Linked DNA regions of Sus scrofa: region 1 is linked to region 2. The links are chromatin contacts, called in public HiChIP or PLAC-seq maps. All regions are on one chromosome and are shown on one strand. Each heading gives the region's core, a stretch centred on a gene start, on an enhancer-like site or on the middle of the called end of the contact. The rest is flanking DNA. Distances are from core to core; before and after follow the strand shown. Region 1 holds the start of USP1 (ubiquitin carboxyl-terminal hydrolase 1). Region 2 holds the start of ATG4C (autophagy related 4C cysteine peptidase).

Region 1 (6,239 bases), core at 2,523-5,022, 290 kb after region 2:
GAGCAACTAGTGGTGGAATAAAGTATTCCATTTTGTTCCGATTTTTTTTTTCAGTCATTGATTTTATTTGCATCAAAAACATTTCTAATTTTTAAGTCTATTTTAAATATAATTTGTAAATGTACACCCTCAGCAGGTTTGATAATTCATATACTAGGTATGACTACAAAATTAAGCTATCTCAGGTAACTGTCAAGTCTTCTGAACCAACCCCCCCCACACACATTTCTTTACCCTTACAAAAAATGTGCTGCATTACAATCAAGTTTAAATTGAAAATAATTTTAGTCAATAAGTAACTTCTCCAAGTTAGTCTAATTGGCTGAACACAACTCAAATGAGTATAATGTTAACTGATGTGATCCCTGTGGGGAACCACCAGTTTTACTGTTTCTACTCTACATTGCTAGATTTGTCTCACTAATGTGTGCTTTTTTTCCCCATCAATGGGCTATCAGGTCAGAATGACTGTAGATATCAATCTAAGTTCACTGCTTTTTCACTGATGCAAAAAATTTAAAAGTACAGAAATATACTTTAACATACACTTCAGATCCTCTGTATTCAGAAGTTTTTTCTTCATTTTCTTGAGAATCTGTGAAATCCAAGGCTCTCTTGGTTTCCTTTTTCTGAAAAAACTTCAAGGAAAGTCTGTTTTTTTTGGATGGACTACCTCTTGAAAGCCCATTACTTTCACTAGGTATGACACCAGGCATTTTCTCTTCAAATCCCAAGGAGTGGACAAGAATTAATTTATATAGGAACCTTGTAATCACCAATCATATCTGTTAATCACAGAGAAAAGGTTATTAGTTTTCAGTTATTAACTGGAGGCAATATAATCATCATTTGCAAAAACGAATTTACTAATAATTAGAATTTTGTACTTGAAAACCTAATGCCCAGCAATAATAGGCTCAATGTTTATTGCTTAAATGAAGGAGCTTGCCATTTGTCCTTAACTCTTTTTTTTTTTTTTTTGTCTTTTTAGGGCTGCACCCGGCATAGGGAGCTTCCCAGGGTACGGGTCAAATTGGAACTACAGCTGCTGGCCTACACCAAAACAGTGTGAAGTGGAGCCTTGTCTTCGACCTAAGGATGAACCTTTGCATCCTTAACCTCTGACGGAGGCCAGGGATGGAACCCACATCCTCATGGATACTAGTCAGGTTCCACAACAGAATTCCTGTCCTTAACTTTCTTACACAACAAAAAAGGCCAGATATTAAAATTCTTATTAGCCTGCTTAGTATATTAATGGTCATATCACAAATTAACCCATTTTAGTAATAGATCTGGAATAAAGTAGTATCATTAAAGCATAAAAACTTTATTATGTATTAGTTTATTCAGAAAACAACAAGCAACTACCATCTCAAGTAGGAGGTGGGAAACAGATGAATGGGAAATTAAAGGAGTGCTTAGAAGCAGCTGAGTTCTCCTTCCAGAGCCTTTTCTACTTATATGAAATAGTCTAAAACCTTGTGTGAAAAACAAGAAACCATATGCAAGATTAGGATAACAGTGTAAAAAAATGCCATAATTTGTGTAAATCAAATTCTTAACGCTCTAGAAACCAAAATATGCTACTGATTTTCCAAACTTAAACTCCAGAATTTTTTAAAATTCTGCTTTAAGTAGGGAAAAAAGGATAGTTTGCATTATGCAAACTTTCTTCCCTGTCTTAAAATAAAACTTTCTGATTAAAAAAATGTATCTGTGGTAGTTATTTTAAACTTCAATCCTGTTTTTTTATTAGGCTATCTAGGGGGAAATTATCTGCCTGGAGTATTACCAGAAAATCACTTAAGAGTCCAAAAGCTCAGCAAGGACTTTACAAATAAATAGGCAGAGTAACAATACGAACTAAATTCCATCCTTATTTAACATTTCACTGGGCTGCCTCGGATCTAGGACCTCATAACACTGAACTCGGCAGTGAAGCCAACTTTTTGAGACACCTCAGGAATAAATGGAAAGCCGACCAATTTCCACAGACCCACTCCAACTCAATTTACTCTCCAGACTACCTAGTGCTACTGAAGAAACGCTATCACGAATGATAAACCAGCCTGCACTAAGGTGTCAGGGATCTCTTAAGCATCAATGATTCCCGCAAAAGGGTTTTCTTGGGAGCCAATCTGATTTCTCTAAAAGACAAAGTAACCCGACTTACATATAAACATAAGAAAAAAATGGCCAGGCAGCTAAAATAACTACCAATCCTAATCAATAAACCAATCCTCCAGGCTCCTTCAAGCAGTGATTTAACATGACCTAGTTAATCTAACATTTGACCAGGTGCCGTGCCTTATGCTGCACCATTTCTTGCTCCCGCCTGTCCTTATCACTGGGGTTTGCTACAACAAAAATGTTTCTCCCGTAATCTAAATCCGGTTTCGCAGAACCCACGATAAATCGAACATTGCATGTTACTGAACAAGTGACAGTGTGAACACTAAGTCCTATTCGTCTTAAGCGGCCTCCTTCACAAGGTGGTACGACTTAATTGCAACTTTCCACGAAAAACGTAACATAAGGAGAACATTCCCAACAAAGGTTTAAGACACGTGGCATTCTAAATACTTGTTAAAAAAAAAAGAAGTAAAAGTTTAAACTGCGCGGTAAAATGCAGCAATCCCGACCCAGGACAACGCGAGCGAAAACATTCCTTGGCGCTACCCCGCACTCTCTAGGAACGGAAAGGAAAGCGAAAAGACGGGATGGGGTCTGTGCCCGTGCCCGTGAGGACGCCACGGGCCCGGCGGGAGGCGTCTTGAAGCAGGACCGCAGCTCCGGGACCCTCGCCCGCGGAGCTGGCCTATTTACGCCCGGCCCGCACCTGCCTTGAGTCCCCGGCGGCGGCAGGAGGGCGCCCCGCCCGCTGCACGGAGCTCGGCGGCGGCGCTGCACCCACGAAGCCGAGGTCCTCCCCGCGGCCCCCTCGGGCGCCGGCCCCACCTCCACAGGCCCTCCTTACCTGGTCATGGCCCAAAGCGAGGTCCGCGGCGGTGACGCCGACAAGTCCAACCAGGCCGAGCGTGGGTGCCACAGGTGAGCCCCTGCCCCGAGCCCGCGGGGGCCCCCCGACCCAAGGAAAAGCTGGTCGGATCGCCCTCCCCGCGGGGGAGTGACCATTCGCTCTGAAGAGCGGGAACCCGGGCTGCCGCTCGGTCCTGCCCGGCGCCCGCACCAACTACATCCCCGGAGCGGCGCCCGCCCGCGCCCGCCCCCGCCCCGGGACGGCAAGGAGCGCCAGAAGCAGCTCCGCTCGCCCGGCGTCCTAACCGCTAGGGTCTTCCTCACTCCACCACCGACGGGAACTTGGCGCGTTTTCCTCAGTCTCAGGACCCCCGTGTTTTAGCCTCCGCCCGCGCCAGCGCTGCGATTGGAAGTGGTGTCCTGCGAAAGTGCCGGTTCTAGTCTCCACGCGGTGGAGACGCGAAAGGCCAGAGCCGCCTCGAGACCGCCACTCGCCCCTTGGCCCGCACGGGCTCCGGAACCAGCTGGAACGGTAGTTGCCTCAAGCTCGTAACGGGTTCTGCAGTTTCAAACAGCGCAGGCAGCGTCACGGGCAGCTCGCGCGGGTCCTCGCTGAGGGCGCGCGCTTAGGAGCGAGAGGCCTGGCTGGCGGGCTCCAGCCTCACACCCTTTTTTTTTTTTTTTTTTTTAACCATTCGTGCGCGAGAGTTGAGGGGAAAGCGTACGGGTCGGGAAACAGGACAGAGAGGTGGGATGGACTCCCTGCTCGGGAAGGAGCCGCCAGGTGCTCAAATCCACCAATCCGTAATGAACAATCCCCCGTGCCGCCTAAGAGGAGCCAATCAAAAGTACCTAGACAAAAGCGAACTGGGTGGGCGGGGAAAGGCAGTCCACCCAATACAAAAAAAAGACAGGAGGGCTTCAGCCAATCATTGTTGGCCATAGAGAGTGTTCTTCAGACGCCGTTCTCCTCCCGCTCTCATTGGCGCTCGAGTGCGCGCTTTCGCTGCCGACTGTTAAATCTTGGTCTGCGTTTTGTGAATCCCAGAAGGTGGGACGCCAGCGAGGGTGCGGTTTCCGGAGAGGGGCCCTCACAATAAGTCCCGCCTCCGTTTCATGCGTACACACTCGGGCGGGGTTACTCGGGAGATTAGTTTCGGAAAATGGCTGACCGCCTCGCTTGCTGCTGTGCGCCCGAATCGCAGCCCCAGCCCCCGGGCCATCCAGTAAAATAATTGCCGCCATGAAAAATAGTAAATTCTCAACCGAACGGTGCAGAGCCGAGGCTCCTTCCTCAGCCCTTCCACGCGTTATTTTCTCCTCTTTACCCTTTCCCCTCCCCACCGACGTCTCTTGTTGTCTCCGGACGACGAGGAGACTAAAGAGCATTCTTAACGCCCGGCTCTGGCTGGGGGAGCTTCGAGGGGTTCTTGCGCGAGGCCTTACTAATGGGCTCAAAACACGGCAAGGCAGGCCTTTCCATAGCTTCTGCTTCCGTCCCTGTTTGTATGCCTACCTCGGAGGCGAGGTGATCTCACAAAGCAAGTGGAAAACAGGATAAGTTCAGTGCAAATTCATTTAACTAAGCCTGTTTTTAGGTGCTTGATGTGCCAGGCACTTTTCCAGGCGCCAGGGATACGGCGCGAATGAACATTAACTGCTCCAAAGGGGCTTTCCCTTCTAGGCAGGGTAAATGCAAAGCTAAAATGAGATAAAATAATATGAGTGATAGGAGAGGAAATAAGGAGGGTGCTGTTCTAGGTACCACAGTCAGACATTTGAGTAGAAAACTAAATGAAGACACAGCCAGCCTTGGCCGAATCTGAGGGAGGAATGGTCCCAGCAAGGAGAAAGGTAAGTTATAAAAGTCTTCAGGCACTTGGCGTTCTGGAAAGAAGGCAGGGAGGCCAAGGAGCTTAGAGCGCAGTGAACTTAAGTGCGGAAGATTGTGGGACGTGAGATCGGCGACACTGGGCAGGGCTCTGGTTAGGTAAGGAGACGGGAATCACTTGACGGTTTGAAGCTGGGGAGTGGCGTGATCGGTTAAGTGACTGCTCGTGGTGGACAGACTGCTGACCTTCAAAACTGCAAGCTGGAAGGTCACCTAGGAGGCTATTTCTGCTGCCCAGGGAAAAAATTATGGGGGCTTGGGATAAGGTAGTAGCAGTGGAAATGTTGAGAACTGATAGAAGCCAATAGGATCTGCTGATGGATAAGAAAAAGACAAAAAAAGAAAAAGGAATTTTTTTTTTTTTTAAACCAAAGCAACTGAATAGAGGTTGGTCCTTGCTAAAATGGAGAATATTGAAGTAATAGTGGGTTTAGTGGGAGGGGGCACTGTTCTTAGTAACACTGAGATGCCTGTTTCGCATGGAAGTAGAGATATTGAGCCAACAGAGTAGGAGCTCGGTAGAGAATTCCTATCAGAAGATATAAAATTGGGAGTCCCCAAATGGTATTTAAATCCACAAGATTTTAAGAAATCACCTAGAATGATTTTTATTCTAAAAAAGTCTGCAGGGCATTGATGACCTCTACTCTTGCCAAGCAGGAATTCTAAACACAGAAAACTTCCCCTTAATCTACCCATTTTAGACCAATATCCATCCCAAATACTCATTTTAAGAGAGACTTACAAGCTCCTGATGACAGGAAATTTAAAAATCAAAATGGAGGAACTGTGGTCCAAGCAACCAAATGGAGCCAGGTGGCCATTGTGGATATGGTTTGTTCCTGCATCATTGAGAAGCTGAATTTTCTGAACTGTATCAAACTCAAGGACAACAAGCCATTTTCAAAACAATATCTGCCAGCAGCTGCCAGTTGCTACCTTAAGGTCGCAAGGCCTCCCCTTGTAATTTTGGAACCTTTTCAGACCGCAGTGAATCCTTGCTTAATAAGCAGCCTTCTTACCAGCACCAATTTTTTTTTTTTTAGGGCGCACCCATGGTATATGAAGTTCCCAGGCTAGGGGTCTAATTGGAGCTGTAGCCACCAGCCTACACCACAGCAACAGCAATGCCAGATCCAAGCCCAAAGCCTGTGACCTACACTAAGGCTCATGCCAACACTGGATCCTTAACCCATTGATCGAGGCCAGGATTCAAACCCTCATCCTCATGGAACTAGTTGGGTTCATTACCGCTGAGCCACAATGGGAACTTCCAATAGTAATTCTTGACACACAGTTTATATAACTTTGCAGTTTTTGTCTATATAAGCCATTTTGTAATCCAGCAGAACACAATTCAAGTGGT
Region 2 (5,980 bases), core at 277-2,776:
TAGAATTTCTACAGTGCAACACTTAGAATAGAAGAAAGCTTCAAAGTTATTTAAGTTACATGGTCCCCAGAAAGGCAGGAAGTACAAAAATGTCTGTCTACACATTACTGAATAGTGTACCATGCTGTTTTACCAGATCTATCAAATATATAGAAATAGCTCATCAATAGTCACAAAAAATAAACTTTTTGATATACCTGTATTCTATTTTACAGAAAAAAAGAACATCAGTTAAGTGGTTTTTTAAACTATTTTTACTAAACTATAAAATTCCTTCTATTGGTTATTTTTTAACATTAAACAGTTCCCAAAATTTTACAGTGAAAGAATTGATAATTAATTCAATATAGCATCAGATTACTGGACTAATTAGAAACTCTTCCTCGTTCAGGGAAGACACTTTATTATTTTGCAAATTGGTATATACATAGACTTTACCTTCCAAAGCTTTTTCAATCCCTTTGGGTAATTTCAATGACTCACTAATTACAAATCATAAACAAGGGAGGAAAGGCATTCCCTTGTGTCTATCTATTAACTGATACAAAAATCATTGCACAAACCTCCACTGGGGACATATGCCTGAAGTAGGAAAAAAGAAAAAAAAAATCTCAGTTAAGATACGAAGAGCTGTAGGAGGAGGTATTCTCCACTAACGCAGGGTAGCAGCGAACCCCCTGCGAGAAAATAATCAATACAAAACGAAAATGTAAGCCAAAGAAATCTTAAGAAATATAAACTCAGTAAGTAGAGTCACGCTTAGCTAATCATTGGCGATCACTCTCCCATTCATCAGTTATCCTAAGAACGCAGATGAACCTCCAACCTAAAAAGCCCTTACATGTAGATAGAGGTGGAAGCGCTCAGGCTAAAAACCAAATAAAGTGACTGAACGTTAAGGTCTGGATGGAAAAGCATTTAGATATTCAGGCAAGTGTTATCAGAGTATGAATTAGTAAGAAGGGCCAAAAAAGGGATAAAGGAGTTAGGAATGAGAACACTGAGATCTTGAGCGTCTAATTTGTTTTCTTTCTTTTCTTTTAGATGGAGAGAAATAGGGAAGAAGTTAAATGGATGAGCTTAGGAGACAAGAGATCGTGCCTGAAACAAGAAAGAAAAGCTTCCAAAGAGAGGGCAACAGCTGCCCACAGGAAGGCTTAAGGTTTGTCAGTTCTGGATCTCAGGAAGAGTGAGGAGTCAGAAAACAAATGACACTAGACAGGAGCAGATGAGGGAGGCGCCAAATTCTGAAAGCCTACACGGTCTGCCACAGGGTCTCCAGTGAGTGCAAGGCCCCCCAAGAAACCTGGTCATTCGGGGACCAGAGACACTAAGCCCCAACCTTCTCCTGACTCCGCTAGCCTCAAGTCGACCCCTCACCGAAAACAGAACTGGAGAAGTGTAAACAATGTGTAGGAGCCACCAACCCGGGAAATGTTCCAGCTCTAGCAGCAGCCGCCAGAAGAGCTGCCAGCAAAAACGCAGACACTCCAACCTCTGCGCCGCAGCCACAGGCACCTCGAGCTTCCCGGCCACCGTAGTAAGAGGAACGCCCCACCCCCTCCTTCAAACCCAGCAGGACAGCCACTTCCGGGGCACTCAAGCTTACAGACTGGCGACAGCAATAGCAGGCGTCACCAGGCCCCTGGTTCGTTTACTTTGTCCATCCTTTTTCGCCCCGTTCACTACGTCAGACCATAAATCACCAATATAGCAAGGACAGAACCAAAGTATCCGTCTCTAAGCGGTGCCCGTGATAGACAAACTGCGTTATGCCCACCATGAGTTCCTATTGAACTGGACTTCAACTCCCAGCAGGCCATGCAATACCACGCCCCTCCCGCGCGGGACTACAAGATCCAGCATGCCCTGCGCCTCTTATTCCTCACTCCGCCCCTGACACCCGAAAACTCAAAGTGCGATTGCGGAGAATTTGTTAAATCCGTTGGACTAATGTACTCTTTTCTACCAAGCCCCACTTTGATTAAAAAAAAAAAAAAAACGGTATTCCGTCTTATCCTTTTGTGAAGTTACTCATAAACCAAGCTACAGTTGGAACTGTAGGTAAATTCTTGTAAAACATTAAGGAATATGTATACTTATTTTCCACATTCAGATTATTTTCTAGAATTGAAACCCAGGACAGTCTGCAAAGGCTTCTTACGAAATGGAAATTTCCATCCTTCCTCATAAGCGGTTTTGAGAGAAATACAAATTATTGCAAAGTTTGATCCTGTTTTGTCTTTGCAGTACCACCGGATTGTACTGGAACAAGGCTGCTAGACATGCTTCTGAATTGCATAGGAAATTATAATAAAAACTGGAAGCAAAAAATTAACATTCTGCACTACTGGACTATGGAACCATGTGGGAAAGAAAATCTTTCAGAATGCAAAGTTGAAAAGTTCAAAATTAGATTTGAGGAGTTCCTGTCCTGGCTCAGTGGTTAACGAATCCGACTAGGAAGATGAGGTTGTGGGTTCGGTCCTTGGCCTTGCTCAGTGGGTTAGGGAGCCGGCGTTGCCGTGAGCTGTATGTAGTGTAGGTCATAGATGCGGCTCAGATCCTGCATAGCTGTAGCTCTGGCGTAGGCTGGCGGCTACAGCTCTGATTGGACCCCTAGCCTGGGAATCTCCATAGGCCGCGGGAGTGGCCCTAGAAAATGCAAAAAGACAAAAAAAAAAAAAAAAAAAAAAAAAAAAAAAAAAAACTAGATTTGAAAAGGTTCTGAATTTTTTATGTGTTTAATGGTTTGAATATTATTTTCTATTAATAATTTCTATTATTAGTCTGACAAAAACAGGTAACCACAACTATTTATTTTTGTTATATGATAGGGCAACCAAATAACCAATTACACAAAGCTGTAGCAAATGTAACATTTCTTTTCTTTTTTTTTTTTTTTTTTTTTTTTTTTTGTCTTTTGCCATTTCTAGAGCCGCTCCCGCGGCATATGGAAGTTCCCAGGCTAGGGGTCCAATCGGAGCTGTAGCCTCCAGCCTACGCCAGAGCCACAGTAACGAGGGATCCGAGCCGCGTCTGCAACCTACACCACAGCTCACGGCAACGCCGGATCGTTAACCCACTGAGCAAGGGCAGGGACCGAACCCGCAACCTCATGGGTTCCTAGTCGGATTCGTTGACCACTGCGCCACGACGGGAACTCCAAATGTAACATTTCTTAAAGTGAGCTCACAAAGTAAATCTGCTTGATGAAATAGCCAGTGGTTCCACATTTTAAAATACAGAACTCGTTGTGATTTCTTAGGACAAATAATACGCATTTAACAAGCTGTCTGAATACTTTTTTGTTACTTTCTTAAAGATTTGGATTATAAGAATGAATGTTTTTATATTTAATACTATACAGTAACAGGCCATGAGAAACAATGCTCCATTCTTTAACCTACATGGTAATTATGTAAAATAAAATTGTGTGTATACCACAAACATTGGTTTTCTACGGATTTGCAGCAAAACAAAATTTAATTGGTTAAAAAAAAAAACCGTAAAATACTTTCCATTTTTACAACTTCAGGTAGAAGTCACAGAGGGAAATTATATTCTGTAACCTTGGCAAGGCATCAGCTACAAACTGCTTTCCAACTCCAGTGTGCTAAATTATGCAGCACTAGCAAGTAAATATTTAAAATCTATGATCATGGAAAGCAGTCTGCGGCTTTCCTTACTCAGGCTCCAAACCAATATGACTCTGCGAGAGAAAACATTTTCAGTGGAATTATTCAGTGGTAATAATAAACTATAATTAGGTTATCTGCTATTCATTGGTGTTTGAAGTAAATAAACACATAATCGCATCCACTTATTAGAGATGTTATTAAGGAAGCTTTAAAATATGCTAAATATTTGATACATATATTTCTAAAGCAGTTTTCAGTAACCAATTGTGTAAATGAATGTGGGACAGACTCTGAAGAGTATGTAATTTATGTAACAGATTTTCAGGTTTTTAAAAGATATTCCTACAGCTGCAGTGCTCAGCAATATTCTCTCCTCTGAATTTGTCCTATACTTTCCAACTCAGCCAATTGCCAACCACACAAGAGTCCAAATTGGGCAAGATATTCATTTCGGTTCAATAAATACAAGATAAGTTCTGCTAAAGGCAAAGCACTCTGCCTAGGAACTCGAGTCTGTTTCCAAAGCACAGATAGTTTTGATAATTAAGACAAAAGAAAAGAAAAGAAAAAAATTAAAGCGAAGCGAGAGGATAAGAGAGTCTTATCAGAATGGAAAACAGAAAGTAAAATGTGTGTAACATCAACTTTTCATAATCACTTGTGCATTTGGTTAACTGGCATTCTTTAATAGCTAACATATTTTCTAAAAGGCAAGAAATGCATCTTTTTTTTTTTTTTTTTTGTCTTTTTGTTGTTGTTGTTGTTGCTATTTCTTGGGCCGCTCCCGTGGCATATGGAGGTTCCCAGGCTAGGGGTTGAATCAGAGCTGTAGCCACCGGCCTACGCCAGAGCCACAGCAACGCGGGATCCGAGCCGCGTCTGCAGCCTACACCACAGCTCACGGCAACGCCGGATCGTTAACCCACTGAGCAAGGGCAGGGACCGAACCCGCAACCTCATGGTTCCTAGTCGGATTCGTTAACCACTGCGCCATGACGGGAACTCCAGGAAATGCATCTTAAATATCTGTGTCCCTCTCAGTTCTAAGCACAGTACTTTGTACAGAGTAACTACCTCTCCATAATCATTTGTGGGAGTTTACAGTGATGAGTGAGGCCCTAAAACTCCCTTCTCATACATAAGCTATTTCCAACACCTGTGCTTTATTTTTTAATTAATAAATCAGATTACATAATGAAATAGCTATTAAAACCAGGATATTTGACCAATAGAACTACATTAAAATCATTTTAAAAAAATAGCAATTCACTGCCTAGTGTGTATACATATTTTTAAAAATTCATCTTAAGTGTCAAGCCCTTTCTGAAATTCATTGTATCCCAGGAGTATACTGTGAAAACATACCAGCCATTCTAGTAGCACTGATTGTGATATAGCTCCAGACTTGTGCTAGTAAACTTGCAGTCCTTAACTTCTACCAGTTATACTCCTGATCCATCTCCCACCAGGACCCAGTGAAAGAAGATTCTGTTTAATAAGTAAATACGTTTGATTAAGAATATTATTTTGAAATAAACTGAACTTAGCCTTGATGAGATGAATATCTTGCAGTCCTCTAAAGGCTTAAAAAAAATATGTTAAGGAAAACTTATTGGAAACATTTTCTCCTTTCCAAATGGCCTTATTTCCAGTTCCTCTCCTACATCTTCAAGCTCACTCTCTCTCCACTGCCCCATTTGCCTCAGCCTACACACACGGACTGAATCCCCATCATTTTGAAAGCAACTTCAGTGGACTCAGTTTCTCTTCTCAATGCAATATTATTCCCTATTCCTTTTCCTTTCATAACCACACTTCAGCAAGTATTACAAGGTAAACCTTAGCCTTGAAATGCAGCACAAAAAATCTATCCACAGGTAACATTTGCTAATACCCAACACTGTGCTAAGTCATGGAAATATGAAAAGAATTCAGAGAAAAAACTTAGAGTCTCACAATACCATGTGACAAACGGTATGAGGGAGGTATGAACAGAGTATTAAGAGAAGAAGGAGAGTCAGCTATTCTCAAATTGAAGGATCCTGAAGGAGGAAGTCCTGAGATAACTTACATGACAAAAAGAACTAGCTGCAGAAGAGGGAGATTCAACCAGTTTAGGATAACCTGGAAATTTATTATAGCCAGAACATGAGAGCTGAGGAGTGGTACTTACACAGTATGAAAAGAATCTTGGACTTTAACCTGGTTATAAAGGAAACCATTTAGGGAACGACATACTTAGATTGCATGTTGCGCTGCTGGTTGCACTATTATGGAGAATGGCTTGGTCTGGAAAGACCAGCTAGGAGGTTGTTTTCATAACTGAAGTTTAAAAAAAA

What was found. HiChIP or PLAC-seq counts read pairs in DNA pulled down with a chosen protein or histone mark.
Region 1: a contact with region 2 is called in an H3K27ac HiChIP or PLAC-seq map of alveolar macrophages. The contact joins the promoter of USP1 here to the promoter of ATG4C in region 2. A contact is called at or near these places in 3 of 5 promoter capture datasets (fetal liver, fetal skeletal muscle and liver), 11 of 47 Hi-C or Micro-C datasets (alveolar macrophages, embryonic fibroblasts, fetal heart ventricle and 6 more) and 2 of 2 datasets of contacts at active chromatin or transcription factors (alveolar macrophages and skeletal muscle).

The regions. Positions count from the first base shown.
Region 1 is chr6:149,982,174-149,988,412 of Sscrofa11.1, forward strand. It overlaps USP1 (ubiquitin carboxyl-terminal hydrolase 1), which reads right to left and starts at 3,773. Exons shown (of 9, transcript XM_021096553.1): 1 at 2,981-3,773; 2 at 547-785. The coding sequence starts at 716.
Region 2 is chr6:149,690,388-149,696,367 of Sscrofa11.1, forward strand. It overlaps ATG4C (autophagy related 4C cysteine peptidase), which reads right to left and starts at 1,527. Exons shown (of 11, transcript NM_001190284.1): 1 at 1,428-1,527.